2 separate regions of the Sus scrofa genome follow, and region 1 is linked to region 2. Evidence: chromatin contacts called from public Hi-C data. All regions are on one chromosome and are shown on one strand. Each heading gives the region's core, a stretch centred on a gene start, on an enhancer-like site or on the middle of the called end of the contact. The rest is flanking DNA. Distances are from core to core; before and after follow the strand shown.

Evidence for each region. Hi-C and Micro-C count contacts between places; a contact is called where the count stands out from the background.
Region 1: a Hi-C map of embryonic fibroblasts shows a contact between it and region 2, with 4 times the contacts expected there. The contact joins two enhancer-like sites. A contact is called at or near these places in 4 of 47 Hi-C or Micro-C datasets (embryonic fibroblasts, epiblast stem cells, omental adipose tissue and 1 more) and 1 of 2 datasets of contacts at active chromatin or transcription factors (skeletal muscle).

Annotation. Positions count from the first base shown.
Region 1 is chr3:52,239,653-52,246,186 of Sscrofa11.1, forward strand. IL1R1 (interleukin-1 receptor type 1) reads right to left here. Exons shown (of 13, transcript XM_021087128.1): 2 at 193-342. Among named protein-coding and RNA genes, the nearest start is that of IL1R1, 92 kb to the right of the region's middle. Within about 2 kb of position 4,304, at least 5 of the 83 cell types and tissues checked have an H3K27ac peak or open chromatin away from gene starts, as enhancers often do. A contact at or near this core is called in embryonic fibroblasts and retroperitoneal adipose tissue, where this site is marked.
Region 2 is chr3:51,967,085-51,974,133 of Sscrofa11.1, forward strand. No RefSeq gene overlaps it. Among named protein-coding and RNA genes, the nearest start is that of IL1RL2, 41 kb to the right of the region's middle. Within about 2 kb of position 1,612, at least 6 of the 83 cell types and tissues checked have an H3K27ac peak or open chromatin away from gene starts, as enhancers often do. A contact at or near this core is called in embryonic fibroblasts and retroperitoneal adipose tissue, where this site is marked.

The DNA.
Region 1 (6,534 bases), core at 3,054-5,553, 280 kb after region 2:
CACTGTCATATATACGGTCACAGCTGTGGGAAGTCATCAAAACATAGTCACAGCTCTGGCTAAAGGCGACTCTCAATGGGGCCACAGACCCCCGCTTCAGGAATCAGATAAAACCATGGAGCTGTTCCAAGGAAAAATGTACTCCCAGAAATAGAATATTCTATATGCAAACGGGAGATGGTCCATAACTACCTGAAACAGGTTGAAGGACTTCAGCTGTTGATGAGGAAAAGGCCGGCAGGCCCCTGGGGTGAAACAGCCCAGTCACTGCAGAGGTCCCTTCCTGCAGGAAGTGGCCCTGCTTCTCAGGAGGGTGTCACCATCTTGAAGGAATGCATCCACCTGGGGAAGGAAGTGCACAGACCAGCGTGAGTTTGAATGAAGAGGGTTAAGTCACCCACCACTGCACAGATCTCAAGGCCTCCAGAAAAACAAACAAGTTTACAAAGATGAGTCACTTGTTGAAAGAGCATGTGTTCCACAGCCCTTTGAGAAAACAGTTTCAGAAAAATCAGTCTGGGGTGAAGAAAACAGAGGTTGACAACCCCTGGTAGGTTTGAATTAAATGCACACACTTGGTAATTTGCTGCACATAGGAATGAGTCCAACCCCCTCGGAGAGCCCACCTCTTAACACACCTCGAGACTAATGTTCAGAGAAATGCACCAGATGCCAGGAAGAAAATGTCCAGGCCCTGTTTAAGAACAGACACCCTTGGAATACCACTTAGCCATAAAAAAGAAGGAAATAAGAGTTCCCTTCATGGCTTAGCAGTCAAAGAATCTGACTAGGATCCATGAGGATCTGTGTTCGATCCCGGGTCCCTCACTCAGTGGGTTAAGGATATGGCATTGCCAGGAGCTGTGGTATAGGTTGCAGATGCGGCTTGGATTCCGCATTGCTGTGGCTGTGGCTGTGGCGTAGGCCAGCAGCTGTAGCTCTGATTTGACCCCTAGCCTGGGAACTTCCATATGCCTCAGGTGCAGCCCTAAAAAAGCAAAAAAAAAAAAAAAAAAAAAAATGGAGGACATAATGCAACATAGATGCAGCTAGAGATTCTCATACTAAGTGAAGTCAGTCAGAAAGAGTAAGACAAATACAAACACCATATGCCGTCACTTATATGTGGAATCTAAAATATGGCACAGATGAACCTGTCTACAGAACAGAAACAGACTCAGACATGGAGAACAGACTTGTGGTTGCCAAGGGGACAGAGGGAGGGAATGGGATGGACTGTGAGTTTGGGGTTAGTAGCTGCAAACTATTACATTTAGAATGAGTAGGCAATGAGATCCTACTGTACAACACAGGCAGCTATATCAGTCTCTTGGGATGAACCACTGATGGGATATAATGTGAGAAAGGGAATATATATATCTGTATGACTGGGTCACTTTGCTGTACAGCAGAAATTGGCACAACACTGTAAATCAAGTAAACTTTAATAAAAAAAAATTCTTTAAGAGAACAGACACCCTCTCTGAATCCTCATTCTCCTTTATACCAAGCATATTAAAACATCTGCATTCCAAATTACGTAATTTGAGATAAACTTCCAAAAAGCTGATCTGGGATCGCCCTGCCATTCCATCCAGTAGACATTTCACCATTCATTCCCTGACATTGCAGTTTACTTTTAGTATTTTGGAGTCTAATATTTTTTTTCCAGGTCTGAATCATTTCCTTAAGCCTCTGAGAAGCTCTGTAAGGCCTCAGCATAAGGTCTCTTGATGCCCAATGGATAAAACTGCCTAATTAAATGCCAAACCTTCTGTGTAGACTAAGTGCCACTCTTGTCATGCACTTTGTCCTTATGAGCAAGTACAGGGCATCGCATCCAGACGTCAGAGCTCATCCGTGTGAATCCTAACAGGAGAGGAGATCAAAGACAAGTCTCCCAGATGTTCCCATCCCCAGGCCCAACTCAAGGCCCTCCTGACATCCAGAGTGTTTGCAACTGATGGGAATCCCGCAGCAGACAGTATTGAGGAGAAATTAAATGGAGGGGGCAGGCACATGGCACAGATATATTTGGAAAATCCAGGCAACCTGAAAAGACATCAATCACCCACGTCCCCTTAACCACTTCACTTTCCCTCTTCCTCTTTGCACCAGAAACTTTTCAAAAGAAATTTCACATCCCCTGCTGAAGGGCCTGCTCTCTGCTGCCTACTCTCTGGGCTCCTGTGAAATGCATTGCCCACCACCACACCCAAGCACTGGACCTTTCAGAGCACTGGACCTTCCCCCAGACCCCATCCTTGGATGGCTCTGCAGCACGTGGCCGACAAACCGCCCCTCCTTCTTGATTCCTGGGATGAGGACCCACCCCTTTCTCTGTCACCTCCCTGGCTGTTCCCTCTCCTCGCCCACCTGTAAGCCCTGCGCCCTCTTGCCTCTGCGGCACCTCTACACTGCTTCCCAGGACTGTCACAGAATTCAGTCCTTCCTAGTCAGCTGGCTGCTCCTGTGACTTCAGACCAGCTCTGAGTGGATTCTGATCGAAAGCCTCTGCCAGGGACCCCTGCACATCCACCTCCCCTTCCACAGCCAAGAATGCCAAGGCACACAGGCTCTCCCAGGCGCTGTGCACTAGGTGCCTCAGATGTCTGTGCTGGCACACAGGGCTGTAGCCACCCTGGGTGACTCCCAGGTCCCTGGCCTTCCCTTCCTGGTCATGGGAGAAAGGCACAGAGCAGACCCACTGCCTCCCATATTTCTGTTCATCCTGCACCTGCTAAGGGCTAAAAACACTGCAGGAGGGGAAGGAAGAAGAGAGGGAGGGAATCCACCCACCCACCATCTTTGCACTGGATCAAAAAGAGACCAAAACTCACTTAGAACCAAGGAGGGAAGGATGTGGGTATCATGTGTGAGTCAGAGAGCAGACATTCAGGGTAGCCATCACTGGAGGCTGGAGACAGTTGAGACTCAGACTGGAGAAGGTGGACTGCTACTTAAAGCATGGGACAAGGCACTCACACCTGGAGGGTCAGGTGGCCCTGAGGGAAAGCACTTTAATGCCAGAAGGAATACTGGGTAAACATCGCCCCCTTATCCAGAGGCAACTCAGGAAAGTCCATGGTGAGTTTTGTTGTTGTTTTCTTTTTTTTTTTTTTTTTTAATTTTTACAGCCATGCCTGTGGCATATGGAGGTTCCGAGGCTAGGGGTTGAATCGGAACTGCAGCCACTGGCCTATGCCGCAGCCATGCCAGATCCCAGATGTATCTGCCAACTATGCTGCAGCTCACGGTAATGCTGGATCCTTAACCCACTGAGTGGGGCCAGGGATCAAATCTACATCAATGGATACTAGTCAGGTTCTTAACCCACTGAGCCACAACAGGAATGCCCATGATAAGTTCTGAAACTGGTTTGTAGTAAAACTCAAAATACCCTTTTGGAAAATATCAACAACAAAAAGTCACTGATTTATTCCACAGTGTTATTTTTCAGATAAATTTTCCACATAAAATAAGACAATTACCTCCCCAATAAATTAACAAGCAGGGACACACTGGCCCCCTTCCCACCTCGGTGCAGTGATGCCTACATTATGTAAGGAATTTCCCAGACTTGCTACCACCCTCTCCATAGCAACTTCCAGCAGACGTGCAGAGGCTTAGCAGTGCACTGAGGTTCTGAGGCCTGACCCAGGACAGTCATGGGGGGCCTGGGGCAACTAGAGGTCTAGGCTTGTCACCCGCTTCCACCAGCTGGCTGTGCACAATGGTGTGCAAACAGGGTACACGGCTTCTATGACGCTCACTGAAAAAGTGAGCTGCTGGGAGCTCCCCAAACACAGGGGCCATTGCTTTTTGGTGATAACATCGGGAAAGCAGTCCATCACAATATGACTACTTGGTGCATGGAATGTACACACGGAGCTACTGGCTTATGAAAGATAAAGCGAAAATGCAAATTTGAGTCAGAGCAGTTTCCTACTAGATCCAGAATGAGATATTGCAACATGAGCTAAACAACAAGAACAGAATTACAATATAAGAATTTACAATGAATGGATTGGCCCCTATCAAAGCCCTACTTCCCAGAGGACTGATTTCACCCACAGCACTTTCCTGCCACTGCAAGAAATTCCACAGCCAGTGCAGATGCAGGAAAAGAGACAAATGGGGAAGAGAGGGGCTGTCACAAGAACACATGGGGTTTCCTCAAGGCCCAGGCCCCCAGGGCGGGGGAGGAGGGCATTTGTTCCTACTTTGCAGCTACAAAGCATCTATGAAGGGCCTCTTATTCTTGAGGAATTTCCTATAACCTTGAGGAATTTCCTTCTCATTTCTGAGGAATTCCCCCTCATTGTGCCAGGTCAGTGGCCAGGCACAGGATGGAGGTGGCCCACAGCAGACACCCTGGACCCATGAAGATGCCCGTGCTGCGTGGGTCCAGTTCTGGGGATAGTGGCAGCAGAGGCACATGGCTGGCACTAGGCGGGCAGTGTCCAGGCTGCACAGTCCCATCTGGGGTCCACTGGGCGCAGTGCCCAGTGGGGCTCATGCAGTTTGCATCTGGAGTAAGCTCCAAGCCTGGCTCCCCTCCCTGCCTGCCTCCAGCTCCATGCCATAGTGTGGGGGCCCTGAGCAAGTAGAGAACAGACATCCCAATATGGCGCTGGCCACACTGCAGACCAGGGAGGCACCTGGGCAGTGGAGTCCACAGTGGACAACCCAGGAAAGAGGCCCCAGAATCTCAGTCCAGGCTATTTGGGCAGGAATTCCAGGGCTCCCGGGTCCCTGGACCATCTGATGGCTCTCAGAGGAGCCTGGGACTGGCTGAGAAGCAGGGCAGAACCCTCCAAAGCACAGGGCCTGAGCGGGACCGCTCTTGCCTGGTTCTAAAGGAAGTTTCTGCAGAAACCCAAAGGGAGGAAGATGACGGCATTCAAGGGCCCCTCTCTCTTCCAGGGGCCTGAAGGAGCACAGCCCCCACTGCTTGAATGCAGAAGGAAATCCTAACAGTACTTTCCACATTTCCACCTCACCCAAACTCACTCCCCTCACTGAGTGCCTCACAAAGACACAGATGGCATCATGTAACACAACTTCTCATCCCAATCCTCAGTCCACAGGGCCTGCAAGTCTATCAGACACAAGGGAGAAATATTCAGAGAATGAGGCTCCAACTAATTCTCCTGTAACTAAGACATGACAGTGGATGAGTTCCTGGAAAAAGCAGGGACCACAAAGCAGGTTCTTCAGCTCATGAGATGCCACAACCCATATGTTCTACAGAAAATGAGGGCAAAGGCACGAGGAAAGGGTTACAGTATTAAAATGAAGCTCGTCATTATGATCTTCACCTGTTACAAATATTCAACCAGCTATTCCACCGTCAATATGAAGACCCTAAATGCCAGCTTCAAAGACGAAGCAAAAAGGAACTTCCTTATAAAGACACATGATGGTGGGAAAGATCTCAGAATTCTCTATTTACACAAGTCCCTGTTTCTATTTTTTGTTTTGTTTTTTTGGCTGCACCCATGGCACGGCCTGTGAAAATTCCTGGGCCAGGGATCAAACCCACACCACAGCAGCAACCTAAGCCACTGCAGTGACAATGCCAGATCCTTAACCCGCTGTAGCATCAGGAAACTCCGAGTCCTTGTTTCTTAAACTAGATCCACACATCCTCACAGAGAAGCTGCAGACAGCCAGGAAACTCAGAGTCTATCTTTCCAGGGTAGTGATTTCCCCTGAAGACTTTTGGGGGGACGGGGGAGGAGTTATGATTTTTGTATTAGAGGCGACAGGGATATATCATGAAGAGGAAAGAAAAGTCTCCAAGAGAAAATAGTTTCAAATGATGCAACTGACAAGGGTTTAATCGCTAAAATATACAAACAACTTATACAACTCAACAGCAAAAAAGCCAACAACTCAATGGAAAAAAGGACAAAAGGCCTGAAGAGACATTTTCCACGGAAGATGTACAGATGGCCAACAAGCACATGAAAAAATGCTCAACATCCCTGATTATTAGAGAAATGCAAATCAAAACTACCACAAGATACCACCTCACACCAGTCAGAATAGCCATCATTAAGAAGTCCACAAATAACAAATGCTGGATGGGGTCTGGAGAAAAGGGAACCCTCCTGCACTGTTGGTGGGAATGTAAAATGGTATAACCACTATGGAAAACAGTATGGAAGTAACTTCAAAAACTATGCATAGAACTACCATATGACCCACTAATCCCACTCTTGGGCATATATTTGGACAAAACTTTCCTTGAAAAAGACACATGCACCTGCATGTTCATTGCAGCACTATTCACAACAGCCAAGACATGGACACAACCTAAATGCATATCGACACATGAATGGGTTAAGAAGATGTGATATATATACACAATGGATAACCACTCAGCCATAAAAAAGAATGAAATAATGCCATTTGCAGCAATGTGGATGGAACTAGAGACTCTCATACTAAATGAAGTTGGAAAGAGAAAGACAAATACCATATGGTATCACATATCTAGAATCTAATATAGGGCATAATTGAACCTTT
Region 2 (7,049 bases), core at 362-2,861:
ATATTCAAGCAGCTTGTCCTGCCAAGGTAGCAAAAAGCTAATTGTGTGTTTTTCAGAGTTTTAGTCAATGATAGACTCAAACCTACAGATTATTTAGAAAAATATTGATAAATATGTATGACTGGGTCACTTTGCTATACAGCAGAAATTGACACAACATGCCAAATCAACAATAATTTAAAGAAAGAAAAAAGAGAAAATATTTAAAATTTAAAAAAATAGGGAGTTCCCATTGTGGTGCAGTGAAAACGAATCCAACTAGGAACCATGAGATTGTGGGTTCCATCCCTGGCTTCACTCAGTGGGTTAAAGGTCCAGCATTGCCGTGAGCTGTGGTGTAGGTCACAGGCATGGCTTAGATCTGGCGTGGCTGTGGCTGTGGCTGTGGTGTAGGCTTGTAGCTATAGCTCCAATTAGACCCGCAGCCTGGGAACCTCCATATGCCTCAGGTGCAGCCCTGAAAAGACAAAATAGACAAGACAAAGCAAAGCGAAACAGACGCTTTACTGAAAAACCTACTTAAATGGATTGGCTTTGTACAGGTTATAGATTCCACATTTTCCTTTACAATTCAAGGAGCAAGCATTCCCTTTGTGGCTCAGAGGTTAATGAACCCGACTAAGATCCACAAGGACTCGGTTTGATCCCTGGCCTCACTCAGCAGGATAAGGATCTGGCATTGCTGAGAACTGTGAGCGGCAGCTGTAGCTCTGATTACACACCTAGCTTGGGACCTTCTATGTGCTGCAGGTGCAGCCATAAAAAGCAAAAAAATAAAAATAAAAAAAAAAAAATTCAAGGAGGACATGGTACTGGCTTTCTTGATTTTGAGGATTTCAGTTAAGAAGGAGGAGGAGGAGAAGAACAAGAAGGAGTAGAAAGGCTCTGGGGAGAGGTGACTTGGGAGGAGCAGAGCCAGGACTACAAGGTCTAATTTCCACTTCCTGGAGGGGGAGGGGGGAGGTGGAGCAGGAGGGAGGGGGAGGGAGAGGGGGAGGGAAGGGGAGGGGGAGGACGACTATGGTTCAGTTTTGTTAGGACTAGTGGCTAAAGGGTTACATCCCTTAGAAGCTACCTGGGTTTAGGAGGCGAGAGGGATGGGTGCGCTCAGAGTTTCCATCCATCAGGGGCCCCCAGAACATTGTTTGAGACCTGTGGTTTCCAACAGTTCAGGTCCCAAGTCCTGCAGCTCTCAAAGCCCAGGTCACCCCCGTCACTTATTCCAGATGTCATGCATTTGTCATCTATAGAACAGTCTCTATTCTAAGAAGGACACCAGAGAGGAATTTGTTACTTAACTTTCCAGACACAGCCCTGGATAAATCAACCAAAGAAGCATGTGTTGAAGGAAATTTTATAAACGTGAAGCAGATGGAGGGCTAAGGAAAGGTCAGCAGCGTGGGACATGGCAGGAAACCCTCTGAGTCACGTGGGGCTTGGGGCGGGGGTGGGGCTCGAAGCACCGAGGGACGGGGGTGGATTCCACTCCCCACGTGGTTCAGAGAGCCCCTTGTTGGAAGATGCTGCGTGCCAAGTACTTGCACGCTTGTGTGTTCAGCTCAATTGATCTTTCAGGAAAAGACCAACCCTCCCTGGACCCTTAACTTGAGATGACTCAGCCTTTTGCCCTGCCCTTTCTCAGGGCAGACTCCCATGTCTGAGGGGAGAGACTGGGGATGTGGGTTTTGTGGCTGCCTCAGTCACCAAAAGGTGACTGAGAGGCACAACACCTGCATTTCATCTTCACTCTGAGCCATTCACTCTCACCCCTACATCCAAGCTCCACCCTGTCCCCTCAGGTTAACCCAGGAGCTCTGGGCCAACACCCAAGGAGGAGACGAGGCCTCATTTATCTCACTAAGCTCAGCTGCTGGAACAAGAGCACATCAGTAGAGGCCTTCAGCCACAGTTTGTCCATTTCCGTTGGCATCTAAACCTTCTTCACCCCCTCCTTTTAAAATTAAAGTATAATTGATTTACAATGTTGTGCCAATTTCTGCTGTATACCAAAGGAACCCAGTCATACACACACACACACACACATTCCCTTTCTTATATTATCTTCCATCATGTTCTCTCCCAAGATACTGGATATAGTTCCTTGTGCTGTACGATAGGACCTCATTGCTCATCTGTTCTAAATGTTAGCGTTAGTATCTACTAACCCCAAACTCTCCATCCATCCCACTCTCTCCCCCAAACCTTCTTTCTTGTGCAGGTTTGGACATAAGCCTATGTTAGCCGACAGATGAGTACTCTCAGACCTCACCTCCCCACCCAAGCAGTGGCAAAGTCAGGTTAATTCAATTACTTGTCTTTTTTTTTTTTAACAATTTTAACAATTACTTGTTAATTCAATTACTTGCATCCCTATTATTCCATTGATAACTAGTTAGTGGACATTAAGAAAGAAAGTGCTGAATCTCCTAGTAAAAAAGTTGAGAATGAGATGGGAATCCTTGGGTATTCAGAATGGCACCTATTTCATGAGGTTTACATATCCTGATTTTAGTAGCTTAGTTATGTGTTAAGTGGCTGAGATCAATTTTTTCTTTGTCTTTTTAGGGCTGCACCTGTGGCATATGGAGGTTCCCAGGCTAGGGGTTGAATCAGAGCTGTATCTGCCAGCCTATGCCAGAGCCACAGCAATGCCAGATCCAAGTCATGTCTGTGATCTACACCACAGCTCATGGCAACACTGATCATTAACCCACTGAGCGAGGCTAGGGATCGAACCTGTGTCCTCATGGATCCTAGTCAGATTCGTTTCCGCTGAGCCAAGACAGGAACTCCTGAGATCAAATATTAAAGATGCTTACAGCCTAGTAGAAATGTACTTTGTGAGGACTGTAGTGTGGATGGCATGGAGGACCCTCGGGGTGGAGGAGTTCCAGCACTCCTTTCCTCAAGTCTCCTTTGGGAACCAGCTCATTCCTCTAACATGGATAATTCATGGTGTCGCTCCTTTTTTTTTTTTTTTTTGTCTTTTTTTTTCCACCCACACCCACAGCATATGGAAGTTCCTGGGCCAAGGATTGAATCTGAGCTGCAGCTGCAGCAAGACTGCATCCTTAACCAATGAGCCATAGCAGGAACTCCCTGTCTTAAAGGGATTCCTATACAAATGCTGCTTCAAGTCCTTTCCTCTCACCATCTCCCCAGACAGAAGGTGCCTCTGAGTCTCTGCTGCAGAAATTGAAAGGCTCAAAGGGAAACACAGTCCTCAGGGAAAACTGTCAAGTCTCATTTTGGGAGTGTTAGGATGAAAGAGACAGAGGATGTGAGCAACCTCAGGACCCTGACGGGTTGTTTGGAATCAGAGCTGCTGAGTGTCCAAGGGAAAAAGGATCATGGCCTGAGAGGTGGTAGGCCTAGTTTGAGGCTGCGGGGAGGGGTCCACTGTCTCCCGGAGCCCAGGAAGGGGATGGCTTTGTTGATTGGGTCTTCCCATTTCAGGTACTTCCTTCAAATACTTGTCTTGCCTGAGATGCTGCATGGCAGAGTGAGTACAGCTGAAGGTTGTTCCTTGCACCAGCCTCCCATGACCAGGCTTCAAAACTCCTTTCACCACCAAGAAGCAAGTGAGGCCAGTAACCTGGGAGTTCCTGTTTTAGCTCAGCAGGTTGGAAACCTGACATAGTCTCCATGAGGATGCAAGTTCGATCCCTGGCCTTGCTCAGGGGGTTAAGGATCTGCCATTGTCACAAGCTACAGCATAGGTCACAGGTGCGGCTCGGATCCTCTGTGCTGTGGCTGTGGTGTAGGCCTGCAGCTGCAGCTCCAATTCGACCTGGGAACTTCTATAACCTGCAGATGCAGTCATAAAAAGAAAAAAAAAAGTTCTGGAACTGAATGGTGGTAATGGTTTTACAACAGTATGAATGTACTTAATGCCACCCAACTATACACTTAAATAGGGTTGAGATAGTGAACTTTGCATTATATATATTTTTTTATCATAATTTAAAAAATTTTAAAGAGCAAATACTAAACAAAATAAAGAGTGGGAGAGAGGACAAGATGGCGGAGGAGTAGGGGGACACGCTCGCCCTCTCCCACAAACACAACAAAAAAAGCACATCTACAGAATAAATGACTCACACAGAACAGCAACCAATCGCTGGCAGAGGAACCTAAACTCCAATAATGGCAAGAAGTTCGTGACATTATTGGGCAGAACGGGAGAAAAGAGGAGAGTGAGAGAAGGTGAATCCGAGCGGGATGGGCACTCCCGAAAGGGAACTGCGGAGGAGAAAGGGATCCTGCACCCTGGAAAGTCACCTACCGAGGGAAAGATCAAACGAACCGGAGGAATCTCCAGATGCAGAGAAGAGTGTAGCAGTAAGTTGGAGTACGGAAAAGCCGATCAAGAACCCAATGGACCATCTGAACTACGGGCACAGTCACCAAAAATCGAGACGCCTGGGTGGGGGCTGGGCACCAAATCCTCGGGTCCAGAGGTTAGTCCCCGGGAAAGGGCCGGGGGACGCCTGGGTGGGGGCTGGGCACCGAGACCTCGCCCCGAAAGTTATTCCCCGAGAAAGGGCTGGGGGACGCCACCTGGGTGGGGGCTGGGCACCAAGACCTCGGCTCCAGAGGTTAGTCCCCGGGCTGGGGGGTCGGGGCAGAGCGGAAACTGCTTGGGAGGTCTAGAAACCATTTGATGGGGCAGAGACTGCCTGGGAGACTAGAAAACAAAGCTGTCGCAGAGGAAGGGAACAATTCTCTAGGAGCGGGGAAGTGGAAAGCTGCATCAGAGGGAACCTGGGAGAAGAGCCTGGTCTGTGCCCGTGCTGGGGAGGGGAGAGAAGAAGGGGTGGGTCCCCATAGAATACCCCCCACACCACAGCAAGCTTACAGGCCCGCTAGCTAGCTGAAAGCTGTGCTTCCCAGTGCATCCCCTCCCCCCACCCCCATCACCCCCTATGCTCTCACCGGACCTGGGGCTGCCTGCCATCCAGGAGGGCTGGCCTCAACAATTGCCTGAAGCCTACCACCACAGGGGCTGTCCCTGCACAGGCCTGCTTGCCCTTTGGAGGGGCTACACTTCCGCAGAGCAGCACCAAACAGCACCAGCCCCCGAGAAAAGGCCTGCAGCCCAGAAAAGCTAGAACAAGCTTAGCCAGGCTGTGAATAGATCGGCCTAATTCTCGGATGGTTTTTCTGAGTCGGGTTGCCCCTGGGAGGAGCATCTTGGGTTTCCAATGGCACTGCTACCCACCCAAGCCCCCAGGGGATGCTCTAGTGGACCAGCTGCATAGGACTGCCAGCTCCAGGCAGGACCCCCTGCAGCCCAGAAAAGCTGCAACAAGCCTGGCCGAATCGGGAAAAGATCTCAGACGGTTTTTCTGAGTCGGGCTGCCCTGGGGAGGAGCCTCTTGGGTCTCCAAGGGCCCTGCTACCTGCCCAAGCACCCAGGGGGTGCCCCACTCCCATGAAATAACTGCTCAGCACCACCAGCCCCCTGGAAGAGCCCCTGCAGCCCAGAAAAGCTGCAACAAGCTCGGCCAGACTGTGAAAAGATCCATCTACATTCTCAGGCTGTCCTTCTGAGTTGGGCTGCCCTAGGGAAGAGCCTCTTAGGTTCTCAGTGACCCATATAGCTGCTCCAGCCCCCAGGGGGTGCTGCACTCCTGAGGAGCAGCTGCCCAACACCGCCAACCCCCTGCAAGAACCCCACAGCCTAAAAACACCAGAGCAAGCTCTGCATGACCAAGTGAAATCTGCTATCATCGTGGTGTGGACCTCCCAGTCCTGTCTCCCCTCAGGAAGTCCTCCTTTGCTTCAAAGAAACACTGTTAGCCCCATCAACACTTCAGAAAAGCCACACTGCCTCAAAAAAGATTGACCAACAATGCCAGCCCTCAGGAAATATTCCACGGCAGTGACAAGGCAAACACTGCCCGATCACGGAGAGTACAACTCCCTCAGGAGAAAGAAAACAACAAGCAAGATGAAGAAGCTGAGAAACCACCCCCAGCCAAACCAACAGGAGAACTCACCTAAAACAGTCAACAATGAAACAGATCTCTGCAGTCAGACAGACCTGGAGTTCAAAAGAGAAATAGTGAAAATACTGAAGGAATTAAGAGAAGATATGAACAGTAATGCAGATACCCTCAGAAAGGAACTAGAAAATATAAGGAGGAGCCAAGAAAAACTAGAACATTCATTTGCAGAGATGCAAACTGAACTAGGGGCAGTAAAAACCAGAATGAATAATGCAGAAGAATGAATCAGTGATATGGAAGATAGAATAATGGAAATCACTCAATCTGGTCAACAGACAGAAAACCGAATCAAAAAACTGGAAAGCAATATAAGAGACCTATGGGATAATATAAAGTGGGCCAATCTACGCATAATAGGAATTCCAGAAGGAGTAGAAAAAGATAAGGGAATGGAAAATATATTTGAAGAAATTATCGATGGAAACTTCCCAAATCTAAAGGATACTGGGTTCAAGATACAAGAAGCACAGAGGGCCCCAAACAAACTGAACCCAAACAGACCCACACCAAGACACATCATAATAAAAATGGCAAAAGTTAGTGATAAAGAGAGGATCCTAAAGGCAGCAAGAGAAAAACAGAATGTTACCTACAAGGGAACCCCCATAAGAATATCAGCTGATTTCTCTGCAGAAACACTACAGGCCAGGAGGGAATGGCAAGAGATATTTAAAGTGCTAAAAGGAAAAAATATGCAACCTAGAATACTCTATCCAGCAAGAATATCATTTAAAATAGAAGGGGAAATAAAATTTTTTTCCAACAAACAAAAACTTAAAGAATACAGCAACACAAAACCCAGGTTAAAGGAAATATTGAAAGGGCTTCTCTAAACCAAAAAGAAAGGAAGGAAAGGGAAGAAAAAAGAAAAGAAAAAAAAAAAAAGAAGAAGAAGAGGAAGAACTAGGACTGAGGAAACCGCAATCAGAGAGCAGTCACTCAAATAAGCCAGCATACAGATTTAATCATGAACATGCTTCAAACAAAATAAAATTAAAAATAAAAAAATAAAAAAGAGTCATCAAAACCATAAAATGT